2 separate regions of the Sus scrofa genome follow, and region 2 is linked to region 1. A link is a contact called in public HiChIP or PLAC-seq data. All regions are on one chromosome and are shown on one strand. The core of a region is the stretch at or near the end of the contact, and the rest is flanking DNA. Distances in the headings are between cores, read along the strand shown. Region 1 holds the start of RAB20 (ras-related protein Rab-20). Region 2 overlaps COL4A2 (collagen alpha-2(IV) chain).

Region 1 (6,090 bases), core at 1,358-3,857:
CGATCTCTGTCTACCTCTTCTGCTCCGATTTTCTCCATCAAGTATTTAATCACCATCTAGGATACTACATGTTTTGCTTTTTTTTTTTCTTTTTAGCGCTGCACCTGCGGCATATGGCAGTTCCCAGGCTAGGGGTCAAATCAGAACTACAGCTGCTGGTCTATGCCACAGCCACAGCTACGCCAGATCCAAGATGTGTCTGTGACTTACACTGCAGCGTGTGGCCATGCCGGATCCTTGAACCCACTGAGTGGACCAGGGATCAAACCTGCATCATCCAGGATTCTAGTCAGATTCTTAACCCGATAAGCCACAGTGGGAACTCCTTGCTTGTCTCTTTTGTTGGCTGTCTTTCTCACTGCTCTAGTCCTAGGTCAGGGCTTGGAGCTTAGCGCCTCAATTCCTATCTGCTAAGCGAATACCTGTAGAGAGGCAGAGCTTGTTGCTTGTTTGTTTAAGAAAAGAGGAGAGTAGTTTAAAAGGTACAATTGTTTCACATCAAAGTACCTATAAACTGACAGGCCACTTTGCAAAATCCGACAGAAGCAACCACATTTTCCTATTTCTTATTCATTTATTTTTAAAATCTTTTTAGGGATGCACTTGCGGCATATGGAGATGCCCAGACTGGGGACAGAATTGGAGCTGTAGCTGCCAGCCTACATCATAGCCATAGCAACTCAGGAGTGGAGACTCATCTGTGACCTACGCCACAGCTCGTGGCCATGCCAGATCCTTTGAGCCACTAAACGAGGCCAGGGCTCGAACCCGCATCCTCATGTATACTAGTCAGGTTCCTGACTGCTGGGCCACAACGGGGAATTCCAGCTGGCATCGTTTTAAAAAGGAACTACATGATTTTCTTGGCTTTGGGCACTTCTTGTCTAAGCAATTGGAAAAAGGATTACCCTGTTAGGCCAGTGGTTTAAATGCAGGCAGAATAAACATTGAACTTGGCACATGAGTGGATAGTTTAAACAGACTTTCAACCTTTTAACTTCTTCTTCAGTCCTGCTTCCTGAAGAGGACTGAGACAACTAGCAGTCTTTTAAGGCATTTTTTTAGGACTGGTTGGAATTTGATATGGGGACATTCTCCTGGTTAAATTTAGTTTTCCAAAGTGCTGGACAATTAAGCAAAAAAAATTTTAAATGAACTTGCTCAGTGAATTCTACATGCCAGGCACTGGGCTATGTGCTGGCACTGTCCTTGCCCCTGAAATCCTGATGAGAAGCCACCAGTGTTTTGAGTGGAGGCAACATTCAGCTAATGAACACTTTTGTCTACACACAAAACACATCCTGATTGAGCTGGGGCTGTGTTTCAGTTCAGCACTTGAGAGATGCCCGAGAAAGGAAGCAACTGACCTGCCTTTGTGGGATCATCCCCCTGTTTACTGAGTGAGGGAGCTCCCCAGAAAGGTGGGCAGAGACCCAGGGTTGGTTAAAACACACTCCCTGTCCGCAGGGAAATTTGAACGACCCAGGAGGGAGGTGCGGAGCCCGCTGAGACCGGGATGGTGAATTCAGCCACCATGTTCTGGCTCAAATCTTTCTTGAGCAGCTGTTTTGTGCGAGACGACCCCCACCAGGCAGAGTGGTGAGCAGAAGACAAAAGTCCCTTCCTCATGGAGCTTAGTTTCCAGAGTGGGAGATGCACAGAGATGAAACAGTGCGGTTTTATTCGAGAGCCCTGAGAAATGAAGCAGGATAGGGCCGAGACGGAAAGGCGTGGGAAGGGTGGTGCTTGTGCTGCGGGACGGAGGCAGGAACCGTGGGCAGAGTTCCGCCTCGTGGCGTGGGCGTAGGCCACAGGGAACAGGGAAGGCCTCGAAGCAGAGAAAGCCCCGAATATTCAAGGTCGGCCCTCCTCGGCTGAGACGCCCTCATGCCTCCCCCGCTCAGGGCGCCCCACTCCCCTTCCGCCCGGAACCCCAGGACACCGCTCGGCTTCAGCAAACACCGCCTCCCGGTGTCCAGACTAGGGCATCGCCCTTGTCCCAAATAAATGCCAACTCCCACACGCCGAGAACGTTAAGAAGCATTTCGAGGTTCACTCCATCAGCAAAAGGAGGAAAGATGTCTTTGGCAGTCATTGCAACTGCCCACGTCGACTTTCCCCTCCAAAGTTTTGAGTGGCGACGGCTGTTCACGTCTCAGAAAAGAGCTTCTTGCCCAAGTGAACAAAACAAAACGACGCTAGCAAGCCCCGCTCCTTCCTAGTCCTTGACAGTCGGAGGGTGGTGTCCCACATTCGCTCCCTTCTGGAAAACTCCGCGCGTCCGGCCCAGAGGGAAGCCTGGGGCGGGGGAGGGAGCTGGAGGCCCATCCCCGCCGGGACTCTCGGCTCCAAGGTCAGCAGGCCCGGGCCGCGTCCCTGCGAGGCGTCCAGCCGGGGCCCGCCTCCCGGGACTCCGTCTCCATCTTCGCTCGAGCCCCCGGGAGCCGGGGCTCCCACCTGTCCGAATCTGCCCAAGGTTTCCAGGCAGAAAGCACCTTCCGACCAAAGGGCCAAGTCCACGGGGGCGGGGCGCGGGCGGGCCCGGGCCTCGGGAGGCTGGGTGGGCGGGGTTTGGGGGCGGGGCTTGGAGGCGGGGCGGGGCTTGGAGGCGGGGCGGGGCGGGGCCCGGGCGCCCCCGACCTGGTGCTGACCGCCGCGGTCTGGACACCTTGAGTGGGCGTCGGGCTGGGTCCCCGGCTCCTTCCCAGCGCGGACACGCGCTTCCTCTTCCGCGTTCCCAGGCGTCCAGACCGGAGGGTCGCCACGAGTTCGGGGTCCCCGCGAGTCCTAGTCTCCGCGAGTTCCGAGTTTGAGCCTTCTCGGGGAGCCTGGCTGCTCCTGCCGCGCCCCGGGCACAGGGGGCAGAGGGCACGGGAAAAGGGGGGGGCTCCTGCGGGAAAATGAGAAAGCCAGACGGGAAGATCGTGCTTTTGGGGGACATGAACGTGGGCAAGACGTCGCTGCTGCAGAGGTACATGGAGCGGCGCTTCCCGGACACAGTCAGCACGGTGGGCGGCGCCTTCTACCTGAAGCAGTGGCGTTCCTACAACATCTCCATCTGGGACACTGCAGGTGAGGGGCGAGGGGCTTCCAGCTGAGCGAAGCGGCTGTCAGGGCCAAGGTCGGGAACGGCCCGGGGTCTCCTGGGGGCGGGGTCTCCCAGAGCCAGGCCCTCCTGGGGCGGGGTGCCCGAGGGCCAAGTTCCCCTCAGGGCAGGTGTCCCCTGTCCCACACAGGGGTCCTGCTCTTGCTCTGCAGGTGACTGAGTCTTGGGGATCAGGCCCCTCGTCACAGTGTGGGGCCCCCCTTGGCCCCTTTCTACTCCTACTTCCCTTTGCTCTTTGGAAAACCAGCCGTTTAGCTACTGGGTACATCTTAGTGACAATCCAGGAAAGCACCCCTGGCTCCAAAGAGAACCTGCTGGTGACTTGTGTTCCCCGAGGGGCATCTGGCTCCAGAGCACCCCTGCCCAGACAGCTAGTGGTAACCCGAGGCATTTAAGTCCTTCCACCAACAGGAGCTCAGCTGCTGTCCACAACCACCTTGAGGGGTGAGCAGTGCTGATATAATTACATCTCCTTCCAAAAGAGAAAACAGGAGTTCCTGTTGTGGCTCAGGGGGTCAAGAACCAGACTAGTGTCCATGAGGACGCAGGTTTGATCCCTGCCCTCGCTCAGTGGGTTAAGGATCTGGTGTTGCCGCAAGCTGCTGCGTAGGTCTCGGATGTGGCTCCAATCTGGTGTGGCTGCAGCGTAGGCCGGCCCTGCAGCTCCGATTCAACCCCCAGCGTGGGAACTTCCACATGCCCCAGTGTGGCCCTTAAAAAAAAAAAAAAAAAGGACGAAAGGAAAAGAAAGCGGAAGCTCCCAACATTCCCTGAGGGCTTAGGCAGGAAAATAGGAAGCAGAACTGAGGTCTCTTCCCTCAATGCCAAGTTTATCTGCATTTCCCACTTATCATTGGCTTGATCTAGGCTCATGGACGTTATGGGGTTTTTGAAGTGATTTTCTGTAGAAGCATTTTTTTTTTTTTTTTTTTTTTTTTTGTCTTTTTGTTGTTGTTGTTGCTATTTCTTGGGCCGCTCCCGCGGCATATGGAGGTTCCCAGGCTAGGGGTTGAATCGGAGCTGTAGCCACCGGCCTACGCCAGAGCCACAGCAACGCGGGATCCGAGCCGCGTCTGCAACCTACACCACAGCTCACGGCAACGCCGGATCGTTAACCCACTGAGCAAGGGCAGGGACCGAACCCGCAACCCCATGGTTCCTAGTCGGATTCGTTAACCACTGCGCCACGACGGGAACTCCTGTAGAAGCATTTTTAAGGCAGGTAATTGTGTGGTATATTTGTGCTTTTTCAAAAGCACAGTTTACTGGAGGATCTTGCTTCAAGCTTACAGTTTAACTCTACAAAATTACACTGACATGAGGTGTTACAATAGAATATATTTCCTTCCCCACGAAAGGAATAAGATACCACGAGTAAAGAAACTGTAAATAGTATGGCCTGTTCTCAATGAACTTGACTTTCTGGAAGCCCGAAACTTTAAGGTCTGACTTTTTAAATGTCTGCACTTTAAGAAGTAAGATGTATGCCAGAAGATCCTGTCCAGAGTTTTCAAACTGCCGACTCGGGCGCACAGTCTGCTGAATAAACAAGATGTAACTCATCCTGTGTTTAAAACTGAATTAATGACGGCCACTGTCAGAGGCCCGCCCCGCCCGTTGCTGTCTTTTCTGTCTGCGCTGGTGAACGTCCTGACTAATTAATTTGCAATCACACTGTGAAAACAGCATCTCCCGGGTGCAGATGTACCTCCCCTGCTCCGTTCTCCGCCTCCGGGCTGCAGAGGGAGGTTCCTGCGAGGTCCCTTGCTTAAGCTGACTCTCCCGTGCTAAGGGTTTGGTGATGATGGAACGAGGGCTTTAGAAACCAGATCAAGTTAACACGACCCAGACTTTGCCTGTTTTTACGAGGCTGGTCCTTAGGCTTCTTTGGATGAACGGTTGGACCTCACTGCTGTCCTTGGTTACAAGACAGGAATTCAGGGTTGGCGCTGGGGACCCAAACTCAGAGCCTCGAGGCGGTGCTGCTGGAGGCTGACTGTTACCACATGGTGTGGCGTTTTGGGAACAGGGTGTCCCAGCAAGCGTCTTGGCATCTGAGGTGTGAAGGAGCAGTGTCATTTCGGCCAGCCACTTTGCTCTTCCGTGACAAGGACGTGATGTAGCCCAGATCTTGACCCCTGAGGATTGGGCAGTATGGCAGATGTGATGCCCTGGCTCCTAGGGGCAGCGACTCGTTTCCTGGCTGCCGAGACTGCTGCCTTCTCGCCGGAACCCGTATGTGAGCTCAGCCGGCCCCTGGGGCAGTGGGTGCTCTGGGCCTGTCTCCACACTTGCTACCCTCCTGTGTACACTCGCTCAGGGTGACCTCGGCTCAGAGTCAACAGGGACCTAGTCCACCTTGGTGCCAGGCTCCCTCGGCAGCCTGGGGGGAAAAGGCAGGTGTGAATCTTTTCTTGGAGGTAATTCTTCTTTTCCCCCCGTTTTGGCCGCCCCTCGGCATTTGGAGCTCCTGGGCCAGGGGTCAGAGCCGTGGGTCAGATCCCACCCGCAGTCAACACCCAAGCTCCAGCTGTGGCAACGCTGGATCCTTAGCCCACTGTGCTGGGCCCAGGGATTGAATCCGAGTACCAGTGCTCCCAAGAGGCTGCTGATCCTGTTGCGCCGCAGCAGGAGCTCCTGCTTTTTGGAATTCTTGTTGGAAATTCCAAAGTTTAGCTTTTGGGGATTCCCTCTTTTTCCCTCCTTTTGCCTTGCTCCTTTTTCCTATTCCACAGACATTGTCTTCTGAGTTGCGTTCATTTTAGTTTTTATAACTGGCACAGAGGGATGGGGAGCAGCTTGAGGACAGACTGTTCTTTGCTTTTTTGTCTTTTTTGGGGACAGACTGTTTTAAAGGCTGCTCTTGGTCACGGGGTGGAGAGAGTTTAATAATAAAAATGTTCGTAAGGGGTCAGAGTTCCTGTTTTGCTCTTGGCATGTCCTTTCAAACCCCAAAGTGCTAGCTGCCCGATGCCTGCCAGCAG
Region 2 (6,663 bases), core at 2,689-5,188, 60 kb after region 1:
ACTAATTGACTCCCCTAGTCAAGCGCTCTGCAGACCCTAAACCACAAAAAACCGACGCAGGCGTTCCTGCTGCAGCGCGGCTGGCCGACACACAGACATGCGACTAAACGCGAGAGAAACACGGCACCGGGGTCCCTGCGCGCAGGCGCCGAGGGTGTGCCTGCAGGACGGGGGAGGGCGCCTGCTCCTGGGAGACTTTAGACACTCCACGTGCACAAACTGGGATCCGTTTGACGTCTGGGAAGTGGCCAATCGTTTTGTGAACAATCGAAAGGCCTACCGGCTACGTTACCATTCAGTTTAGCTTCTCATTTCGTCCACTTTTTCTGAAGACGTAGCCAACCACGGCGTGTCACTGGTTGTCATTGTTAAACCAGGAGGCAACGCAGCGCCTCCTCTGTGCAGTTGGATCAAAGGACTTAAGGCCCAGGACCGGCGCAGGGAGGAGCCTTAGCCGTCATCTTCTCTGCGCAGCCCCCTCGACACGAAGCAGTGGCGCCGCAGCCTCTCGCGGCGGGGGCTTTGCACCTGGCCACGGGGCCGGACCCTCCGAACTGTCCTCGGCCAAGTGTCCCGAGCGAATGTTCCTCCACGGCTGAATATACAAAATGATAGCGTTTTCGCTGATTTACTTAGAAGTCTCGCTTTTTATCGCGTTGAGGGAACCGTCCTAAAACATGAAACCGGTCCCATCTGAAATATGAAGAGGTGAAGGCTATGCTTTACATTCAAAAGGCTGGGCGTGTTTTTGAGATGTTAATTCACATACTGGAAAATTAACCATTTTAAAGCCTTCGATTCAGTGTGGGTTTTTTTGTTTTCAGTGTTTTCACAAAAGCCTCTGCAAGCTTCACCAGGACCGAGGTCCCGGCCATTTTCATCGCCCCCGAGGGAAGCAGTCCCTCCCTTTGCCCTCCTCCCAGCCCTGGCAACCTCCAACCCACCTCCTGCCTCCAGATTAGCCTGTTCTGGTCATTTCACATGAACAGCATCTTGCACTATCTCTTCTCTTGTGTCTGTCCTGTTTCACTGAGTGTAACGTTCCCGAGGGCACACGCGTCACACTTGGCTGCTTTTGATGGCTGAGCGATGTCCCCCCCTGGCGGGGGGCGCTATGTCTGTTACCATCCGGCAGTTGATGGCATCTGGGTTGCTCCCACTTTCAGGGTCGTCTCATGAAAGCTGCCGTGAACATGTGTGCCCAAGTTTCGCTATGGACACATGCTTCAGTTGTCCCGGGTCTGTCCTGGGAGGGGACTTTCCGGGTCGCCCGGCTCCCCTACATGTGACTTTTTGAGGAAGCATCAATCTGTTTTCCCAGCAGCGGCCCCCTTTCACTGTCTGGCCAGGAAAAGCTTTAAAGTTCCTCTTGTAGAGCGTGGCTTTTTGGAGTGGAGCCTGGGTGCACACGGGTGGCTGCTCTAATGCTGGGTTAACGCAGTAAATAAAAGGCGGGAGGTGGGGACAAGGACAGGGGTCAAGGTCGTCTCCTGGCTCTCTCACCTTGAAGCCTGGGAATCCAGGAATGCCGTGCTGGCCCGGGTCGCCTTGGCTCCCTTTCCGCCCCGGCTCCCCGTTGATGCCTGGAAAGCCCTTGGGTCCTGGCGGCCCGGGGAGACCCCCGACGAATTGGTCATCCTCTGCGCATTTACAGTCGCCGGCGTCACCTGCAGCGGGGGTGGGGGTGGGGGGCTTGTTATGTGCTCGGGAAGCACGAAGCTCTCCGCCGGCCCTGCAGGCAGGTGGGGGCTGGGCGGGGGGCGGGCACACTGCAGGGCACGTCTACTCTCGTCCCCACACCCTCGTCCTTGGACAAGGAGCCTGAGGGAATGGTCTCCGAGATGCTGAGTGAAGGTATGTAAGGAATAGGACCCTTCACAGAGGTGCGGCCAGAGCTGGGGACTCGGTGACAGTAGCTGTGGGAAGCCACCATGGGACCTTGGGGGCCAGGGGAGGAAGGTCCAGGGTCAAGGGGAGCTGGAGGGAGGGCGGCCTGGCAGTGGCTGTGGGGCTGGAAGCCAAGGTCCGGGGGGATAAGGGGAAATGCACCCTCCCTCTGTCTTGGCAGGGCTGGACCCAGGGAGCCTGGCGGCAGGGGCGGGGGCAGGCTGGTGGCTGGTGGTCAGGTTGGGGCCCAGGGCACAGAGGGTGAGGTTCCCAGGGGGCTGAGCTGTCCAGTTACCCAGGACGGCTGGTTCCTGCGGGTGCCCCATCCTCTGAGGACCGGGATGCATCCGCGTGTCTCACAGGCACACAGAGGTCCGGTGGTTAAACGTCAGGATGCCCGGGGTGGGGGAGCCGAACAGGCCCTACTGGGGTCCCCCCGACCCAGGCCAGCTCGCCCCTGGGAAGGTGGGTCCTCCCAGGGGCAGCGGGAGGAGGGAAAAGGCAGGAGAGTTTGCTCTCACGGCCCCACCTTCGAGCCAGCACCTGAGCCTCTCCGGAGTCTCGCCACCTCTGCCCTAATCCCTAATCTCCGTCAGGGCCACACCGGCTGCTGCCCTTTGCAAATACTGGTGACATTTTCTTGGAGCAGAATGAACCATCTGAACTCAGGCTAACAAATCACCGTGGGTCTTTTCTGCCCCCTGTGGGGCCCTGTGCTCCCTGAAAATTGGGTGCTGAGGGTGGCAGACAGGACAGAGACGGTGAGGGATGGGTGCGAAGGAAATGCGGAGCCCCCCCCCGCCCGTTCCAGTGCGATGTCCACAGGGGGAGGGGAAGCGGGGGCTCATTCCCACCTCAGAGCCAGAGACGCGGCGAGGCGGGCTGGAAGGGCTGCACGGCGCCCAGCCCGCGGCTCCCGGCACTCTTACCTTTCCAACCTTTCTGGCCGCGAGCCCCCGGGAAACCGGAAGGCCCAGGGTAGCCCATGCTGCCTTTGGCGCCTTTGAGGCCGAACAGGAAATCTGAAGACAAAACCCATGAGGACACACGTTACACAGCCCTGGGGACCCCGTCTCTCCCTGAACCTGCATAAGAAGGTTTAAGGGTAAGTCTCCCAACAGAAAATGACCCCCACTCCCAGCCCACCCCAACGGAGGCTGCTCTGTGGCCATGGCGTCCAGGGGCGGAAAGACAGGAGAGCACCTCCAACCTCGTTTCTATTAAAGTCTAGAAGAGAAATCTTTGCTTTGCAGAAACACTGAGTCCTAAGGTCAGTTTGGATTTCTTCTTTAACCTTCCTTCCTTCCTTCCTTCCTTCCTTCCTTCCTTCCTCTCTCTCTCCCTCCCTTCCTTCCTTTGTTCCCTCCCTCCTTTCTCCCTCCCTTCCTTCTTTCCTCTGTATCTTTTTTGGCCACCCTGTGGCATCTGGAGTTTTCAGGCCAGGGATCAGATCTGAGCCACAGTTGCGACCTGAGCCACAGTTGTGGCTCTGGATTCTTAACCCACTGTGCCAGGCTGGGGATCGAACCTGCATTCCAGCGCTGCAGAGACACCACCGATCCTGTTGCACCACAGTGGTGCAACAGAGTTTGGATTTTTTAAACTACACGTTTTACGTGTGTGCTAAAGTCATGGGTTCTAAGACCAGCAACTGCTGGTTCCCAGAATGACAAAAACCAGACCCAAGCAAAACAATAAAAGACATGAAGACGAGCCTGCTGCCTGGCCCTGCCCTCTTCCCTGGAGCAGGGGCACCTGGCGCGCCCCCCAGGCCCCAAGCTCCTCCGTTTCACCCCTTGGGGTCACACACGTCGACACATGCACATGTGAGTTCGTGTAACTGTATGGATGACTTGTGATTCGTCCGCCTCCCCCTCCCCCCTCCCTAGGACCAGGGCACTTCGGCAGGGCTGCCCCGTCTGCAGGGCCCTGAGAATTCCAAACAGGGACGTCCAGGCAAGGGTGTGAGAAATGGCCTCTAAGAGCCCACAGGACGCTCTGGGTCCCTCCGGAGCAGAGCGCCACCTCGTGGTGGGAACAGGGCCGCACACGCCCGGGAAGCACGGGCTGGGATGGAGGGCGGGGCTCCAGCTCTGGGGCGTGTGATGGGCGGGGCCCTGGGAGAGGGGGCGGTGCCGGGGGTGGGGACGGGAGCGAGATCTGGAGCTCAGTTTTGGACACGAAAAGCTGGCCATGCCTGTGGGACACACGGGGGTGACGAGGTGTTGGGTTAACCGCGGGACGGCGTGCAGCTCAGAGCCCAGAACTGGGCCAGGGAGGGAACAGCACAGAACACTTAGGGACAGCTGGCGCGTGACTGGTATTGCAATTCTTGCGAATGCGTGAGTACGCTGGGCCGAGACAGAGACAGAAAGTTCGCCCTCTCCTGGAGGGTGGTGGTGGTGGGGACCCAGCAGAGGAGCCTCAGGAAGTCAGCAGGCGACCCAGAGCCCGAGAAGGGTGGGCAGAGGGGCCGCTGGCAGCCTCCCGGGCCAAGGGCAGGCTGCTGGTGGGGCAAATGGCTCCCAGGACGCGGCTGCACGGGTCCCTGGTGACCAGGTCAAGGGCAGGCGCGTCCAGGGGCGGACTGCGGGCTTCATGTTATGTCTCCAGCTCTCCTGATACGTGAGATTAAAATAACTAATCTCCCAGACGGAGAGGTTGTGGGGGTTCCTGGCAGCGTTTGCAAATCTACAGGAAGGGCACTTGGTGGCCATCTCAAGGGGCCACCCCCCACCCCAACGAAGCTTTTTCTTCATCCGCTACATTACCAATTTCCAACAAGTCCTGAAGGACAGCGGGCGCCCCCGCCCTGTTTCCGTCCCGGTTTTCCTCCAAGAGACCAGTGGCCGGAACAACGGGGCGGTAATTTGGACTGATTCTAGGGCACAAAGGAGCTGGCCCAGCAGTCGTCTCAGTTAACTGAGCTGGAACCCGGAGTCAGCGGAATGTTCAGCTCAGAAAGAAAAACGACTTCCCGGTCTGACTTTGCTGGAGCTGCACAAGACTACAAATTCTGCTTTCCATCAGTGGCAGCACAGAAAACCAGGTGACATGCAGTGAACAAGAAAAGGACCAACGATCTCGGTCCAGGGGGAGAGTGAAGAACTCTGTGGAGTCGAGGTCATCGATAGTAAATTATGACTCTACTTGAAAATATTTTATTTTATTTTATTTTATTTTTTTTTTTTGTCTTTTTGCCATTTCTTGGGCCACTCCCGCGGCATATGGAGGTTCCCAGGCTAGGGGTCGAATCGGAGCTGTAGCTGCCAGCCTATGCCACAGCCATAGCAACGCAGGATCTGAGCCGCGTCTGCAACCTACACCACAGCTCACGGCAACGCCAGATCGTTAACCCACTGAGCAAGGCCAGGGATCGAACCCACAACCTCATGGTTCCTAGTCAGATTTGTTAACCACTGCGCCACGACAGGAACTCCGAAAATATTTTAAAAGGCCACCACGGTTGGCTGCTTTTTGTACAAGAGACTGCCTTAAAAAACAACTGGGAAATAATGTGTCTATTTCAAGGAGAACTTAAGTTGGATGCTTAAGAAATTTTAAATTGATAAAAGGTATAAGATGCCCTTCCATTGATTTACTAAATTCTCCCTTCGGTTAACAACATGGAGGCGAAACCAGTGGCTTCGTTTACAGATGACGTATGTCCGTAAACTGCAGAGTTACTAAGCAAGATTTACGAAGCCAGATGGAATGTGTTAGTGTCTCTGTCAACGTAGTTTAGTTACAGGAACAATGGCAAGGTTAGCCTTCAATCACAGTCTTGTAGGGAGGCGTACTTTTATGCTCTTATTTTTAACACATCGTGTTCTGTTGCCAAAAAAGGAAAACTCGGCAGAAACCATTTACTCGAGAAATGTAATGCTCATGGAAACTCAGCCATCATCACAGATGTCACGGTAATAAATCCGCCGCCAGGATAATAAAAAACATGAGTGAGAACGCGGCTCGGTTCCAGGGAAATATCGGCACCCGAAGGTTCTGAAAAGAATGAGGATCTGGTTTCGTAGTTGAAGGAAGTTGGGAACGCAGAACCGCATCAACTTAAAAACTGACGGCAGGAGCCGAGCTAGAGTCAGAGAAGCGACTGCCGATTTTTTCACTGGAAGGAGCAGGTACCCACGGGCTTCTCAGGCCTCCAAGAGCTTTCCGTCTAGAGAGTCAGCAGAGGGAAGCCATCGACCGAAAGCAGCAAGAGCCTGGTCTCCGAGCTCCCCTGCGACTGAACCTCAATGCACATGCTGCCTCATCTGCCAGCGAATGAGGACAGGAAGCTGTCAGAGAGGATGGGGGGTGAGGGCAGGAGCTGAAAGCCATTTTGAAAAGAAGATACTGAATTGCGTCCATGTCGCATGGAAAGAAGTAGCGACCTCCTGTCTTCTCTGACGTCGTGATGTCCAAAGCAAAACTCGACACCGGGAAGCCGAGAGCAGAGCCGCTTTGGGGGGCGTTTTCAGGTTCTTTCCTCTGGGCCCCGGCCAGTGGCTGCCACATGCTGTCACAGGTGTGCAGCCACTCCTGGCCTCCGTCACCACCTGCGCAGCTGCAGCCCTGGCTCCGAGGGGCCCAGGGGGCGGCTGGTTCAGACGGCTCAGCACGTCGGCTCACCCCGGGGGAGGCTGCGTGTGGTCAGGCAGAGGCCTCGGCTGGAGGACGGTGTCTGGAACTTCCCGTGCAGACACCTGCTCCTCTCAGCGTGCGGCCTCCGGACTGCACCTCCCAGATGCTTCCCTGAAGGACTCATCTCCCCGGAGC

What was found. HiChIP or PLAC-seq counts read pairs in DNA pulled down with a chosen protein or histone mark.
Region 2: a contact with region 1 is called in an H3K27ac HiChIP or PLAC-seq map of alveolar macrophages. The contact joins the enhancer-like site here to the promoter of RAB20 in region 1. A contact is called at or near these places in 2 of 5 promoter capture datasets (fetal liver and liver), 19 of 47 Hi-C or Micro-C datasets (alveolar macrophages, blood, brain and 9 more) and 2 of 2 datasets of contacts at active chromatin or transcription factors (alveolar macrophages and skeletal muscle).

The regions. Positions count from the first base shown.
Region 1 is chr11:77,185,410-77,191,499 of Sscrofa11.1, reverse strand. RAB20 (ras-related protein Rab-20) reads left to right here and starts at 2,607. Exons shown (of 2, transcript XM_003482931.4): 1 at 2,607-3,072. The coding sequence starts at 2,901.
Region 2 is chr11:77,126,111-77,132,773 of Sscrofa11.1, reverse strand. It overlaps COL4A2 (collagen alpha-2(IV) chain), which reads right to left. Exons shown (of 48, transcript XM_021065909.1): 21 at 2,817-2,909; 22 at 1,504-1,667. Among named protein-coding and RNA genes, the nearest start is that of RAB20, 59 kb to the left of the region's middle. Within about 2 kb of position 3,938, at least 51 of the 83 cell types and tissues checked have an H3K27ac peak or open chromatin away from gene starts, as enhancers often do. A contact at or near this core is called in alveolar macrophages, fetal liver, liver and 3 more, where this site is marked.